Linked DNA regions of Anas platyrhynchos: region 2 is linked to region 1. The links are chromatin contacts, called in public Hi-C maps. All regions are on one chromosome and are shown on one strand. The core of a region is the stretch at or near the end of the contact, and the rest is flanking DNA. Distances in the headings are between cores, read along the strand shown.

The links. A called contact is a pair of places that touch in the nucleus more often than the background predicts.
Region 2: a Hi-C map of subcutaneous adipose tissue shows a contact between it and region 1, with 4 times the contacts expected there. The contact joins the promoter of FCHSD2 here to the promoter of RPS3 in region 1. A contact is called at or near these places in 6 of 8 Hi-C or Micro-C datasets (F1 follicle, F5 follicle, skeletal muscle and 2 more).

What each region holds. Positions count from the first base shown.
Region 1 is chr1:205,399,296-205,406,468 of IASCAAS_PekinDuck_T2T, forward strand. RPS3 (ribosomal protein S3) reads right to left here and starts at 3,749. Exons shown (of 7, transcript XM_027466167.3): 1 at 3,601-3,749; 2 at 3,086-3,216; 3 at 2,687-2,780; 4 at 1,684-1,778; 5 at 809-996. The coding sequence starts at 3,630. It overlaps LOC113842467 (small nucleolar RNA SNORD15), which reads right to left and starts at 178; the gene lies at 30-178. It overlaps LOC113842466 (small nucleolar RNA SNORD15), which reads right to left and starts at 1,340; the gene lies at 1,191-1,340.
Region 2 is chr1:205,542,881-205,550,053 of IASCAAS_PekinDuck_T2T, forward strand. It overlaps FCHSD2 (FCH and double SH3 domains 2), which reads right to left and starts at 3,905. Exons shown (of 20, transcript XM_027462102.3): 1 at 3,749-3,905; 2 at 571-668. The coding sequence starts at 3,769.

The sequences.
Region 1 (7,173 bases), core at 2,499-4,998:
TGTTTGTTGTTTTTTTTTGTTTTTCTATCCCTTCTCAGACAAATGCCTCGAAATCATCCAATGTGTAGGACGTCCTGCCCAACGTGGCCTTGGCACAGCACCACAGAACGTGGCACCGAGCAGGCTGCGCTGATGCGAGGACGTCACCGTCTGACTCGTCATCGGATCGTCACCGAAGGGAAGGCAGAGAGGGACTTCGTGCTGCCATTCCTACATGGGATGCTCTGCAATTAAGTAACCCGAAGCCAATTAAGATGCAGAAGTCACTTTTACCCAGGGGAAGGACCGGGGTGAGCAGGCTCGGCTGGTTTAGCTGGGAAGACCTGAAACAGCACAGCTATGGGGGAAAAAACTGTCAGTGGGTGGTGTTGGATTTTCTATGGGGCTTGTAAGCACCCATGTTCTGCCCGACTTCCCCCGGGAGCCAGAATCCAACTGCAAACAGTCTTTGAACAGTCAGGAAGTGCTTCTCCATTTTTAAGGTGTTTTGCTACCAGCCTCAGAAGCCATAAGACACAAATCAGTGTCTGGAAAATCACATAATCAGCTGGAAATGTTCAATCCCCACTAGCAGCAAAGGCAGAAGACTCTGAGAGACCACAGCAAGTCCTGTTGTCTGCTGAAAGACTCTTCTCCATCTCCCATCAGTTACAATTCCCAGGGGCAGCACAACAGAAACATTCTGCAAGATCAGAGGGGCATGAGAGCTGAGGAAAACCTTCCACCTGCAGGCACAGAACGCCTGCAGCTGGGATCTCCTGGCTCCAAAACACTTGGAAACAAAAAAACAGCAGGGAGAGCCACTCACCCTGCCGGAGAAGGACGTGACGCACGGCTGTGTCGACGTAGTAATTCACGGGGTCCCCGCTGTGGATCATCAAACCATCCACGAATTTCATGGACTTGGCACGCTGACCTCTGAGTTTGCCCGAGACGACCACCTCGCAGCCCTTGGCGCCGCTCTCCATGATGAAGCGGAGGACACCGTAGCAAGCTCTGAAGGCAGAAAGCAGAACAAATTTTGAGTCAGTTGAGGGCACCTCAGCCAAATCTGCACTCCCTGGTGCCATTTTACACCAGCTTCAGTCCCAGGCCTCGGGAAGTTGTGAGGACAGTGACAAGCGGACTTTCTGAGCAGCTCCGTAGCTGAAGGTGGACAATTCTTCACGGCAGGAGCCAGCCCCTGTGTCCCTTTCTCAGACAAATGCCTCAAAATCATTCAATGAGGATGGGATGCTCCTGCTGAAGAGCCACCCGCAGCACCACAGGACGTGATACCGCAGGGGCACCACTCTGCAGGAGCCACCCGCTTCTGACTCGTCATCTTATCATCACCGAAGGGATCTGAGGAGCAGGGCCGCTGTCACCTCAACCACAGTTCAGCCAGAAGGCTTCAAGTTGTGATTTGAACCATTTATTCAGAAATAAACACAAGCTTTATCCACACCAGTCACCCAACTTTTAATCTGATCTGCTGTGGGCTTCAACATTTACTTTTGAAATACAATTACTACAAGAAGTAACAGTGTACTACACAAAAAGCTGCGCACAGCAGGAATTAAAACTCCAAACTGCCCTCTCCATGTACAGCATCACCGGGTTAAACTTTCAAGCTGAAGGTGGTGAGGGGTTCTTTCGAAATTGTGCCTGAAGCCTGCACTGCCTCGCAGTTGCTGTACTCACCGACGCACCGCTAAGCCTCCCAGAAGCTTGTACCGCAGGGACTCTGCCTGAGCGATCGCGCACAGACCTCTTGTGGCCACCTTCTCGGCATAGAGCTGCAAAAAAAAAACAACAAAGTGGTCAGTAAACTCAGCAGTGGCTTTATTTCCAGGTGGTTTTCAGTTAAAATAAAGCAGGAGCTTCCTACTGCTCAACATCCCATCCCCATTAGAACACGTCTGCTGATACTTCAGGAAGAGACACTCAAAAATCACACGGACAATATTCACGGAGCCAGCAACTCCTGATGCGCTCCGTGAAGGTCGCTGTCATTAAGTTTAAGCATCTGATGAAGATCAGCAGCAGCCTTCACTGTATAATGTGATCCAGCAGCACTGGCTGGGCAGGAATAAATGCGAGCAGCACCCCAAAACACAAAATAGCACCCCCCAGCCTCCCCCAGAACTTTTTAGAGGAAAGTACGAGCGAGGACACCAGATTTCAACCATTTAAAAGACATCAGGAAATTACTGTCGTGTCACTTGACTATCTAATTCATTACAGTTCTCACACAATCTCAGAGCTCATTCTGTAACAAAGCACTAAGTGCAGAAGCGTTATGAATTTATTAATTAGGAATGGTAACATACTAATAAAAATTTCTCTGCTAGACTCGTTTCTCACCTCAATGTTGGTACAGCAACATCCTCTACAAAACAACCACAGAAATGGTTTGGGTTGGAAGGGACCTTAAAGACCACCTAGTTCCAAACCCTACTATGGGTTTTTAGAGAAATGTACTTCTCAGATATTGGGAAAGCAGCGAAAAACAGCCCAACTGACAGCTCTCAAAGTACCATTAAAAGCCAACCACCTCCTCTTTCAGGGCAACAGCATTTTGTGAGAAGAGGTAAAACGCACCCCAAGATAATCTCCCAGCAAACTTTCAGCTGAAACCACCCGAACAGAGCACGCAGCTAAGTGAACAGCCCACTTACTACTGGTTTAACTGAGGCAGTTTTACCTCAACGCTTCCCTCAGGAAAGCCAAACCTCTTCTGCACGACAGCTGTCAGCTCCCGGATGCGGCGCCCCTTCTCACCCAGGACATTCTGGGTCCTGGAATTAAAAAAAACAACACACAGTAGAGTATAACTGAGAAAGTAAAAAGACAAAACAGTGAAGTATTAACTGAGAAAGTGTCCCCATGTCAGAGCCTGCAACTATCCCAGAGAGCTTCCAGAGAGCATCTAACCCTGTCCAGCCTTGACTAGCAGAGGCTGTAATGCTGCTGTATCACTGAATATCACTTCAGGATTTCTTTCCCAAGCGTCTTTCCCTAATGATATTATCGTTTAAAGGTTCAGCAGCACCTCTTACAGCCTGGCACAGCCTCCAAGACCCGACAGCAGCGTCTCGGTTACCTGGTGGCGAGTATGATGATCTCGGTCCTGGTTGGAGTGACCCGGACTTCTACTCCCGAGTAGCCATCTTCAGCCAGTTCGCGAGTCAGGAACTCGTTCAGCTCAGCTTTGAAGATGCCATCAGCGACAAACTACAAAGCAACGAGGCCAAGTCAACCTCTGGGTCAAGCACTCAGCCTCAAGCCAGGGTTTTCTGCTTAAACCTAGGCCAAATTCACCCCCGAGCCGGCCCGCAGCCTGGCAGCTCCTCTCCTCACGCAGAAATAAGGAGAAAAATAAAACCTTCCGCCTTGAAAACCCCAGGCCCGGCTCCCCTCCCTCCTCTCAGCACCCCGCCAGCCTCCCGCCGCCATCTTCCCCACGGGGCCTCCGCGCCTCATCCGCCTCCATCCGCCGCCATCCTCCCCCACCCGCCGCCATCCCCCGCCGCCGACGAAAGCCGAGACCTCCCTCATCGCGGCCCCGCCGATATGGAGGCGCCCCGAGGCCTCGGCGACGCGGGAGGCCGCCCTCACCTTGCGCTTCTTGGAGATCTGCACCGCCATCTTGCGCCGCGCCGCCCGGCGGAAAGGAGGGAACGGGCCCTCCTGGGCGGGCTATATCGCCTTCCGCCGCTTCCTATTGGTCAGCTGAGGTCACGTGGGGGGGCTACCCGGGGGAGAGGGATGATGGGAAATGTAGTTTTTTCCCGGCGCCGCCATGTTGGCGGGGCTTAACCCGCCCTCTTTCAAGGCGTTTTTCCGCTTTCCAAGCGGCTGCGAGCGCCCTCAGTCGGTGTTAAGATGGCTGGAAAGCCGATGTGAAAGGGCCCGAGCGCTGACAGGATAATTCACCTCGATATGCAGCTTTCAGGGTGGTTACAGACGCCGTCCCCTCATGGCTGCCGTCCCCGTCGCCATGAGGGGAGCGGCGCTGAGGGGTGGGGGCGCCAGCCCCGCTCTGACCGCGTTTTGTTTCATTTTTTATTTTTCACCTTTCTTCCTGTTTTTAGTCAGTCACAAGTGAAGGAAACGCCCCTGAGGAAAACCATGTGAAAAGCGCGCATGAGCTCTCTGTTATTTGCAGGGAAACATCAGGAGTCTTGACATCTCAAGAGTGCCAAACTCTTATCCCTTACTTTAAGTAAAATTTAACAATAGCTGTTAATTATTTACAGTTACCTATAAGTTATGGTCAACTGTAAACTTCGAGCTACTGTAGGTCTTGGCTGCTGTGTTTGTGCAGCGTCTCGAGGGAGGGCTGTGGTCCCTCTACCTCACTCAAGGCAAATTAAATAAATATGACAAATGGAGTTGCAGGACAGGTCTTTTGAGGTGTTTTTTTACCTCTTTTGACATATCGTCACTTCTTTTGTCCTCTTTTGACATGTCACCACCCCTGCAGTCTGGGCACTGGGTTACGGGAATACCAACAGGACGGGATTTCTTGCTTAAAACTTCCACGGTGGCCAAAGATGGAGAAATCGGTCATTTTGTCAAAAATGTTACAGTTTTAGGGGGTTACAGGCTTTTGGATGTGCAGTGTAAACGAGAAAACATAATAATGGGGAGAACTAATAAATGAAAATATCCACAAACGCGGGTAAATACGGACTGCTTGGGAGGAATGAGAAAATGAAAGTCCTGCCTTGCAAACCTCCAAGAACGGAGCCAGAAGATTTGAGGATAATGGTGAAAAAGGGGATAATAGTGGAAAAAAAGGTTGAAATAAGCTGTTGGGCTTTCTGTAAGGCTTCTTTTGGATAGCTTCACTAGAGGTTTGACAAAAAGTGAGCAGCCACAGGTGAGGGCAGGGGCACTGCACGGCTCTGGTTGTACAGAAAGGGCCTTGTGTGGATACTACAGGGCTTCTGTGCCAAAAATATATATCAAGAAAGGATGAAAAAATGAGATATCATCATTTCGTGGCTCCGTAAATAAGTCTGTGGTCCACCTGTCTGTGGTCCACCTGCGTTGTGCCAGCTGGATCTCCATCTCGGAGGGGTAGAGGCGAGGGGTGTTGAGAGGCCTGGGAGCACCTCTGTGTGCAGTAAAGATAAAAAATAAATAAATAAATAAATAAATGGTTAAAATCCAGCAAAACCCACAGACTTCACGATCACAGTCCTCCCACAGCAAGCAGATGAAGGCAGTGGGAGGTGGGTGCTTGCTGCGAGCAGATTTGTTGTGTTTTCAGGTTTCCCTGGGCTTTTGGCTACGGACAGAAATGCTGAGCTGGGTTTCTTCTGAGCCAGCATGAGGAGAGAGTCTTTGGGAAGGAGAGTGGTGACAGGATGAGGGGTAATGGCTTTAAATTAAAATAAAATGATCTGTCCTGCAGCCACCTCCTGCACTGCCCCTGTTTCCAGCCTGCTCAGAAGCACCCATGGGGACCAGAGGAAAAAAAAAAAAAAAAAAAAAAAAAAAAAAAAAAAAAAAAAAGGAAGGGAAAAAAAAAAAAAGAAGAAAAAAAAAAAGAAGAAGAAGAAAAAAAGCCTGGTTTGCCACTAGATGTCAGTGGAGACAGTTTCCAGGGTGGGGAAAGCTTCGTGTGTTGTGCTCAATGAGGAGTTCCTCTTGCCCAAAATTCAGAGCCAAACTCCATCCATCTCCTCCTGATTTCCCCCTCTAGGGACTGAGGCTGGAGCCAGGTCAAACAGGGATCGAACTGGGAGCACTGGGAGCCCAGGGCTTGGACTGGGCTGGTATAACATGGCCAGAAATACCTGCTTAGGCGTGCTGTCAACTCCTGCTGCTCCTTTGCATCTGCATCCCTGTAGACAGACAGAGCCAGCTCATGGTTTAGAGGAGGTAAGAAAAGAAGAGGAATTTAGAGGAGGTGAGAAAAGAAGTGAAATTTAGAGGAGGTGAGAATCACCTTACGAGAGACTTCAGCCACTAGGTTGGGACGTGCTTCCAGCATCCCTTATCCAGCGGGATGGATCACGGAGCTGACCAGAGGTACGAGAGGGAGAAGTCCCCTCTCTGAAGAAGTCATTCCTTTTTTTTTCCACCCCATGCAGAGGCACTACTGCATTTTCCCTGGCAGAAAAACGTTTTATATGACCTCTTCTCCTGCCCCCCTCACCCTGCCTTGCCCCTTCCTCCCTCCTCCCGGACCCATCCTTTGTAGGGCGGCCAGGAGCCGAGGACATCTCTGTGCAGGCGTCTGAGCCTAAATCCCTAATAACCTGGCTCTCAAATCAGTTTTTAGGACCCTCCTAACCTAAACCAAACCCACTGCTTGCAGGTTTCCACCTTGGGACCACCTTCCTTCAGGAAATATCTGCCCGAGGTCTTCCTTTTAGGCCGGGTTTGCCGAGCCGATGCATTTCTGCACCCCATAAAGAGAAGGGGAAGGCACGGTGTGAGCCAAAAGCCTGGCCCTGACGTGCGTCGCCTTTTCCATGCCCTATTAAGGAGAAACTATGTGTTGTGTCAGCATTTCGGGGGCAGCATGGCCCAGAGGAGAGCTCTGGGGGGGGGGTGTCAGGCAGCGAGGGAATGTCCCCTCTCCCCCCAGACGTGGCCTGGCTGAGCCAGCGGGGCTCCGAGCCCTGGTTGGGAAGGTTTCAGTCCCACAAATAGCAGCGTGGGATTCCTCTTTTGGCTCCCTCCGGCCCCAGACACAGCCAGGAGGTTGCTTTGCTCGGCTGAGGAGCCAGCACTGCCCCAAAAACCCATGTTTTTAGGTTTTTAGTTTTTTTTTTTTAGGGTTTTTGGGGTGCAGAGGGAGCAGGGAAAGAGCTGGCCGCCCTTGAGGGCATTTCCCTGCTGCTGCTCAGAGCTCAGGGGATTCACACCCCCCTCGGATGTCACATCGGTGGCACCAGCATCCCCGACGGGGCCCCTTTTGGGGAGCTGGGGGTGAGCAGCAGGTCTCCTCGCGGCGGGGAAGCCATCCCGGAGCAGGTTGGGGATTTGGGAGCTGTCCTGCCTCCCCCCCTTGCTCCTTTCATCGCCCAGACAGCGACATGGTTTATGGCAGCCCCGGGCCATTGAGCGGGCTCAATGAAGCCGCTCGTCCCCTGCTTTGGCTCCCCAGGAACCTGGCTCCCGTTCAGAGCAGCCAGGAGGGGCTGGCAGCGGCCTCGCAGCGAAGGGGCCGGG
Region 2 (7,173 bases), core at 2,655-5,154, 140 kb after region 1:
AAGTTAAAGAGAACCAATCACATTAATTAACATGAATAATAAAAAACTAATAACACAACGCCGCTGACGTAACGCAGATTTTCCCCTACTGCACCAAGTTTTAAATCATAAATGCAAATATCTTGCAAGTTTCTGGTATTAAAAAAAAAAAAAGGCAATCTATTTAAAAGTGCTGTTCAAAGCTCTTTCTAGCAAGATGTAAATCATCGGTGGTTTTAATGCATCCGTAATAATTGTAACAGCCTCTTACGGGCAGTAAATCAAAGTCTATTACACAGAGAAGCACTGCTGAAAAAAAAAAAGTGCTTTTTCTGTGTTATTTGTGACTTCTTTAAAAAAAAAAAAAACACATTTCCCCCATTGAAGCGAAGAGGAAAAAAAAAAAAGAAGTGTTTGCATTGTGTTAGCTGCAGTTATAATTTCCAGCTGTGTCAAAACTTTAACAGCCTGAAAGCAGGAAATCCAAAGAGGAAATTCCATCGTCAGTTCCTGAAGTTTTGTAACTCCAGCGCTCTTCCAAAAAAGCTGGATCTTAAAGGGAATTTCGGTCGCGGTTCTCCGTAGCCTTACCTGACGTCCTCGAGGAGCTCACATTCTGCCTGGTGCTTGGCCTGAAGCTTTGTCATCTGCTCGACCTGGATGTTTTTTAGCTCTTGTGTGACTTTCACCTAAAAAAACAAGAAAACAACAGACCATGTGCATCTTCTGCAGAGTTTAAATGATTTTTTTTCCCATTAAGATTTGATTTCCCTCATTTATTTTGAAATTGCGCATTTAGGGGCATAACTAAGGCACAGAGTGAAGAAGGAAGGCGAAAAGGGGCTGAATTCAACGCACGCTGCCACCTGAGAGGGCTCACACCCCGCAAAAATCCCACACGTAGGCCCCAAAATTAATGAAAATGCCATTTTATTCTGAAAGATGTGAGGACGAGGAGTGTCCGATGGATTTTTAGAACAAAAAAAGCCTGGAAATAAAAAAATATCTGGGCTACAGGGGGGAAAATCAATGGTGCGTGTACATTTAGTGCTTAGGAGCAAGTTAAACAATTTTAAAATTAATTAAAATTTCAAAAAAAAAAAGATATTTAAAGAATTTCCTTTAAATCCAGCCCAAAGATCACGGTGGTTCTCAATGCTGCATCCAAATAACCCTTCGGAGGGAGGCTGTGCTCCTGCTGCAATTTGGTGCTCATTAAAACCCAAATCCCATCAGCCGGGCACCTCCTGGCAGGTACCAGGAAGGATTTGGGTTCAGAACGACCCCATGGGGCTGTCTGCTCTCTTTTTTTTATTAAAAAAAAGCAGATTTGGGCATTAAAACCCCTCGGTGATGACAGGGGATCCTCCTGCTGGCTTGGAGGCATCGCCGCAGCCCCTGCGCATCGGGGAGGTCGGGAACGCCTCGCGGTCACGGTGGGGGGGACACGAAGACCCCAAATCCCCTTCCCCTTCCCCAAATAGGGGGAGGAAAAGGAAATCGAGATCCTAAAAGCCAGCAAAAACCTCCTCGGCTCTGACAATTCCCCGGCAGCCAGCCCCCTGCCACTGCACCACGAAACAACAAAAAACGGGGAGGGGACGACACAAAACCGGGGGAAATCGCACCAAAAAATGGGGGAGCCCACCCCACCGCACCCCAAATGGGGCAGCAGGATGATGAGGACCAAAGGCACGGATCCCAAAATCCTAAAACCGCCCCCCCACCCCCTCCTAGTGGCTCCCAACCCCATACCCTGCTCGCTGTCTCTGGCTCCCCCTCTGTCCCCAGCAGCTCGATCCCAAAGCGCTCCGTCCCCCTATACCAGCACCCGCATGCAGCTCGGTTCCCCAACCACCCCCAAAAACCCCAAATCCACACCTCCCCCCCTCGCCGATCCCCCAAAAAGCAAACCACCCCCAACCCTGCAGGCTGCAGCAAGCGGAAAACCCTCCCCTGCTGCCGCCACCGTTTGGGGTTTGCTCCCATCCCACAAACCCTACAGGTTTATGGCCACCCCTGCTCACCCTCATCCTCGCCACCCGGACCCTAATATGGCCGGGGGGGTCTCCCCGCTGCCGCAGACCCCTCTCTTATCCCCCCCCTCCCCCTTTGCAGGCCACCGCCCCCTCCTCTCCTCGCCCACCCCACTGCGGCCCCAATTCATCGCTGACCCCCCCCCCTCGTCCCTTAAATCTCCCTGCCTGTGAGACCCCATAGCCACAGACCCCATCCTTGTGCCCCATATCGCAGCCAGACCCTATATACACCCCACCAGCCCTCATCCAAATGCAGCCCCAAAATGCAGTCAGCACCGCTGGTCCCCAATCCCATATAGGATCCCATTTAGGATCTCCCCTCCATGCCCAAACGCAGCCCTAAAATGCAGCCAGACCCCGTCCCCCCCAAGCCCTAAACACAGCCCCAAATCCCAGTCAGCCCAGGAACCCCCATACACCTGCCCAAGACCCCAACCCTATTGAAACACAGCCCCAAATCCCAGTCAGCCCTATTATCCCCACACACACCCCACCCAAAACCCCCAAATTGAGCCCAGCCCCAAACCCCACACACCCCCACTGTCCCCAAAACCTACCCAGGACCCCCCTAAGGAAACCCAACCCCAAACCCTCGTCACCCCCTAAATCCCCCACAAACCCCAAACACCCCCAAATCGCCCTCCTCAGCCCCAACCCCCCTCTCAACCCCAAATCCCCTCAAGTCCCCCCCGAGCCTCAAAACCCCTTCCTGAGCCCCAAATCCCCTCAAGTCTGCCCCTCAAACCCCAAATCCCCCCAAACCCCCTCAAGTCTCCCCTTCAGCCCCAACCCCCCCCAAGCCCCCCCTCAAACCCCAAAACCCCTCCTCAGCCCCAAATCCCCTCAAGTCTCCCTCTCAAACCCCAAATCCCCCCTCAGCCCCTAAACCCCTCAAGTCTGCCCCTCAAACCCCAAAAATCCCCCAGATCCCCTCCTCAGCCCCAAATCCTCCCCCTTCAGCCCCAAAACCCCTCAAGTCTCCCCTTCAGCCCCAAATCCCCCCAAAACCCCTCCTCAGCCTAAACCCCCTCCTCAAACCCCAAATCCCCTCAAGTCTCCCCCTCAGCCCCAGCCCCCCCAAAACCCCAAATCCTCTCAAATCTCCCCCTCAGCCCCAAATCCCCTCCTCAGCCCCAAAACCCCTCAAGTCCCCCCCTCAGCCCCAACCCCCCCCTCAAACCCCAAACCCATCTCAGCCCAAAACCCCCCTCAAACCCCAAATCCCCTCAAGTCTCCCCTTCAGCCCCAACCCCCCAAACCCCCCCAAATCTCCTCCTCAGCCCCAAACCAACCCCTCAAACCACAAATCCCCCCTCAAACCCCAGATCCCCCCAAACCCCCCCCTCAACCCCAAATCCTTTCAAGTCCCCCCCTCAACCCCAACCCCCCCCTCATCCCCAAATCCCCCCAAATCCCCTCAGACCCCAAACCCCCCCCTCAGACCCCAAACCCCCCTCAAACCCCAAAACCCCCCCTCAGCCCCAAACCCCCTCAAGTCCCCCCCTCAACCCCAAACCCCACCTCATCCCCAAACCCCCCCAAATCTCCTCAGACCCCAAACCCCCCTCAAACCCCAAATCCCCCCAAATCCCCTCAGACACCAAACCCCCCCTCAAACCCCAAACCCCCCCCAAACCCCAAACCCCCCCTCAGCCCCAAACCCCCCCCAAATCCCCTCAGACCCCAAACGCCCCTCAAAACCCCCAAACCTCCCCCCCAAATCCCCTCACCTTCCTCGGCGGGGGCTGCATGTTGCTGCGCGGGGGCTTCGCATCCAGCCCCGCCGCCACCGCCCCCCCCCCTCCCGCCGGCAGCAGCAGCGGCAGCGGCGGCGGCGGCTGCAGGAGGAGGAGGAGGAGGAGGAGGAGGAGGAGGAGGAGGAGGAGGAGGAGGAAGGCTCCGAGGGGGGGGGGGGGGCGGCGGCCTCCGGCCTGGAGCGGCCACCATAGAACGGGGAGGGGGGGGGGGGGAGGCGGGGCCATGAGGGGAGGGAGGGGAGGGGGGGGAGCGGCCGCCAGGGGGCGCTGAGGGGAGGGGAGAGGGGAGGGGAGGGGGGCGGGGCTAAGGGGGAGGGGGCGTGGCTAAAGGGGAGGGGGCGTGGCCAAGGGGAGGGGGCGGGGCTTGTAAGGGGGAGGGGGGAGCACGTGGGGGGAGCGTGGGGGGAGCGTGGGGGGGGAATGGGGGGAATGGGGGGAATGGGGGGGAATGTGGGGGGTGAATGGGGATGTAGGGGTGGAAATGGGGTGGAAAGGGGGTGGAAAGGGGGTGGAAAGGGGGATGTAGGGGGGAGAAATGGGGTGTATATGGGGTGGGGGGGTGTACATGGGGTGGAAATGGGGTGCAATTGGGGTGGAAATGGGGATATAGGGGGTAGAAATGGGGTGTATTGGGGTGCAGGGGGTAAACGGGGGGCATAGGGGGGTGAATGGGGATGTAGGGGTGGAAATGGGGTGGAAATGGGGATGTAGGGGGGTAAATGGGGTGCGTATGGGGTGCAATTGGGGTGTAAATGGGGTGCATATGGGGTGTAAATGGGGATATACGGGGGTAGAAATGGGGTGCACATGGGATGTATTGGGGTGCAGGGGGTAAATGGGGTGCACGTGGGGTGGAAATGGGGATGTACAGGGGAGAAATGGGGTGTATATGGGGATGTAGGGGGTAGAAATAGGGTGTATTGGGGTTCGGGGGATAAATGGGGGGCATTGGGGGTGAATGGGGATGTAGGGGTGGAAATGGAGTGGAAATGGGGATGTAGGGGGGTAAATGGGGTGCGCATGGGGTGTATTGGGGTGTACATGGGGTGTATTGGGGTGTGGGGGGTAAATGGGGTGTACGTGGGGTGGAAATGGGGATGTACAGGGGAGAAATGGGGTGTATATGGGGTGTATGGGCTGTAAAAGGGGTGTACATGGGGTGGGGGGGTATATATGGGATACACATGGGGTGTAAAGGGGGTAGGAGGCGTAAATGGGGTGCACACGGGGTGTAAATGGGTTGGGGGGAGAAATGGGGTGCACATGGGGTGTATTGGGGTGTGGGGGATAAATGGGGAGCGTGAATGGGGATGTAGGGGTGGAAATGGGGTGGAAAGGGGGTGGAAAGGGGGATGTAGGGGGAAGAAATGGGGTGTAAATGGAGTGTGGGGGGTGTAAATGGGGTGCATATGGGGTATAAATGGGGATATAGGGGGGTAGAAATGGGGTGCACATGGAGTGTATTGGGGTGTGGGGGATAAATGGGGGGAGTGGGGAGTGTATGGGGATGTAGGGGTTGAAATGGGGTGGAAATGGTGTGGAAAGGGGAATGTAGAGGGAGAAATGGGGTGTGCATGGGGTGTGGGGGGTGTAAATGGGGTGTGCATGGGGTGCAATTGGGGTGTAAATGGGGTGTATTGGGGTGTATTGGGGTGCGGGGGGTAAATGGGGTGCACGTGGGGTGGAAATGGGGATGTACAGGGGAGAAATGGGGTGTATATGGGGTGTAAATGGGGGTGTACATGGGGTGTAAATGAGGTGGGAGTGTAACTGGGGTCTGTGTGGGGTCCATGTGGGGTAGGGGGGTAGAAAAGGGGTGGAGGGTGTAAATGGGGTGCACATAGGGGTGTGGGGGTGTAAATGGGGTGAGGGGGTGTAAATGGGGTGCACGTGGAGGTGGGGGGGTAAATGAGGTGTACATGTGGTGTAAATGGGGTTGGGGGGTGTGCATGGGGTGCACATGGGGTGTGGGGGGGGTAAATTGCGTGGAGGGGTTCACGTAGGGTGCACATGGGGTCCATGTGGGGTCCGTTTGGGGTGGGGGTAGAAATGGGGTGCACATGACGAATAAATGGGGTGGAGGGTGTAAATGGGGTGCACATGGGGGTGTAAATGGGGTACACATGGGGTGCACATGGGGTATGGGGTACACATGGGGTGCACATGGGAATACAGGCAGTGCAAATAGGGTGCACATGGGGGTGCAGGGGGTGTAAATGGGGTGCACATGGGGTGGGGGATGTAAATGGGGTGCACGTGGGGTGCACGTGGGGGTGCAGGAGGTAGAAATGGGATGCACATAGGGGTGCAGGGAGTGCATATGGGGAGGGGGAGCAGAAATGGGGTGCAGGGGTTAGAAATAGGGTGCAGGGGTGCACACGGGAATGCAGAGGAAAGAAATGGGGTGCAGGGGGCGCACACAGGGATGCAAGGGGTGCAAATGGGGTGTGCAAGGGGTGCACGGGGGTGCATGGAGGGTGCACGTGGGGGTGCAGGGGACACATGAGGGTGCAGGGGGTGTAATTGTGGGGTGCATGGGGCTGCAAAGGAGGTGCAGGGGGGAGTGCGTTTGGGTGTTTCCTTGAAGAAAATCACCGGGGCGGGTTGTAGGGCACGGGGCGATTCTCCTAAATGCGTTTTCCCCAAATGCTCCTATTTCATTATGGATGAGCCACGTTACTCCAGTTCCCAGAAAACGACCCCTGCCTTCCCTACAGACACCTAAAGGTGTTCGGGGACACAGATATAGGGAGAGAAATCCCCCTTTACACCCTACATATGGTTACCAAAGTGATTTGGGGGGGCACAAGCGTGGCGCGCAACCACGATGTGACGTGGTGGGTGCCATCCCGGCGCTGGGTGCTGTCTTTCTGGAAGGCCTTTGGCACATTACCCCATAAAAACCTCATAAAAAAGGTGTTGGACGAGCAGCCGGATCGAAAAGGGGCCAAAGGGTTGGACCCAGAGGTTGGTGGTTATGGGGCAAGCGTTGGAGACCTCGAGCTTGGACCCCAGGGTGTTGGAGGTTCGGTGCCTGTCCCGACAAATTCATCATCTGCAGCGCTGCTGAATCACGACGGAGCTGCCTTTCGGAGCTGCTAATTGCTCTTCTACGTCTCTATAACGTGGGGAATAGTCAAAATGGGGAAAAAAATAAAAATAATAATAATAATAATAAAAAAAAAAAAACAGTGAAATAAACTGATTAAATACTTTGTGAGCAGAGGGTGAAAAAATGAGTATGGCACAGCGTCAAAGCTTTATCAAAAATATGTTTCCACGGCCTAACTTAGCTCAAAACTCATATTTGAACCCTAGATTTTTCATTTATGGTCAGGCAGGTTTGGGATATCAGGTGTGCCCCAAACGTAAGCATGGGTTCATTTCCCCGACTGAGC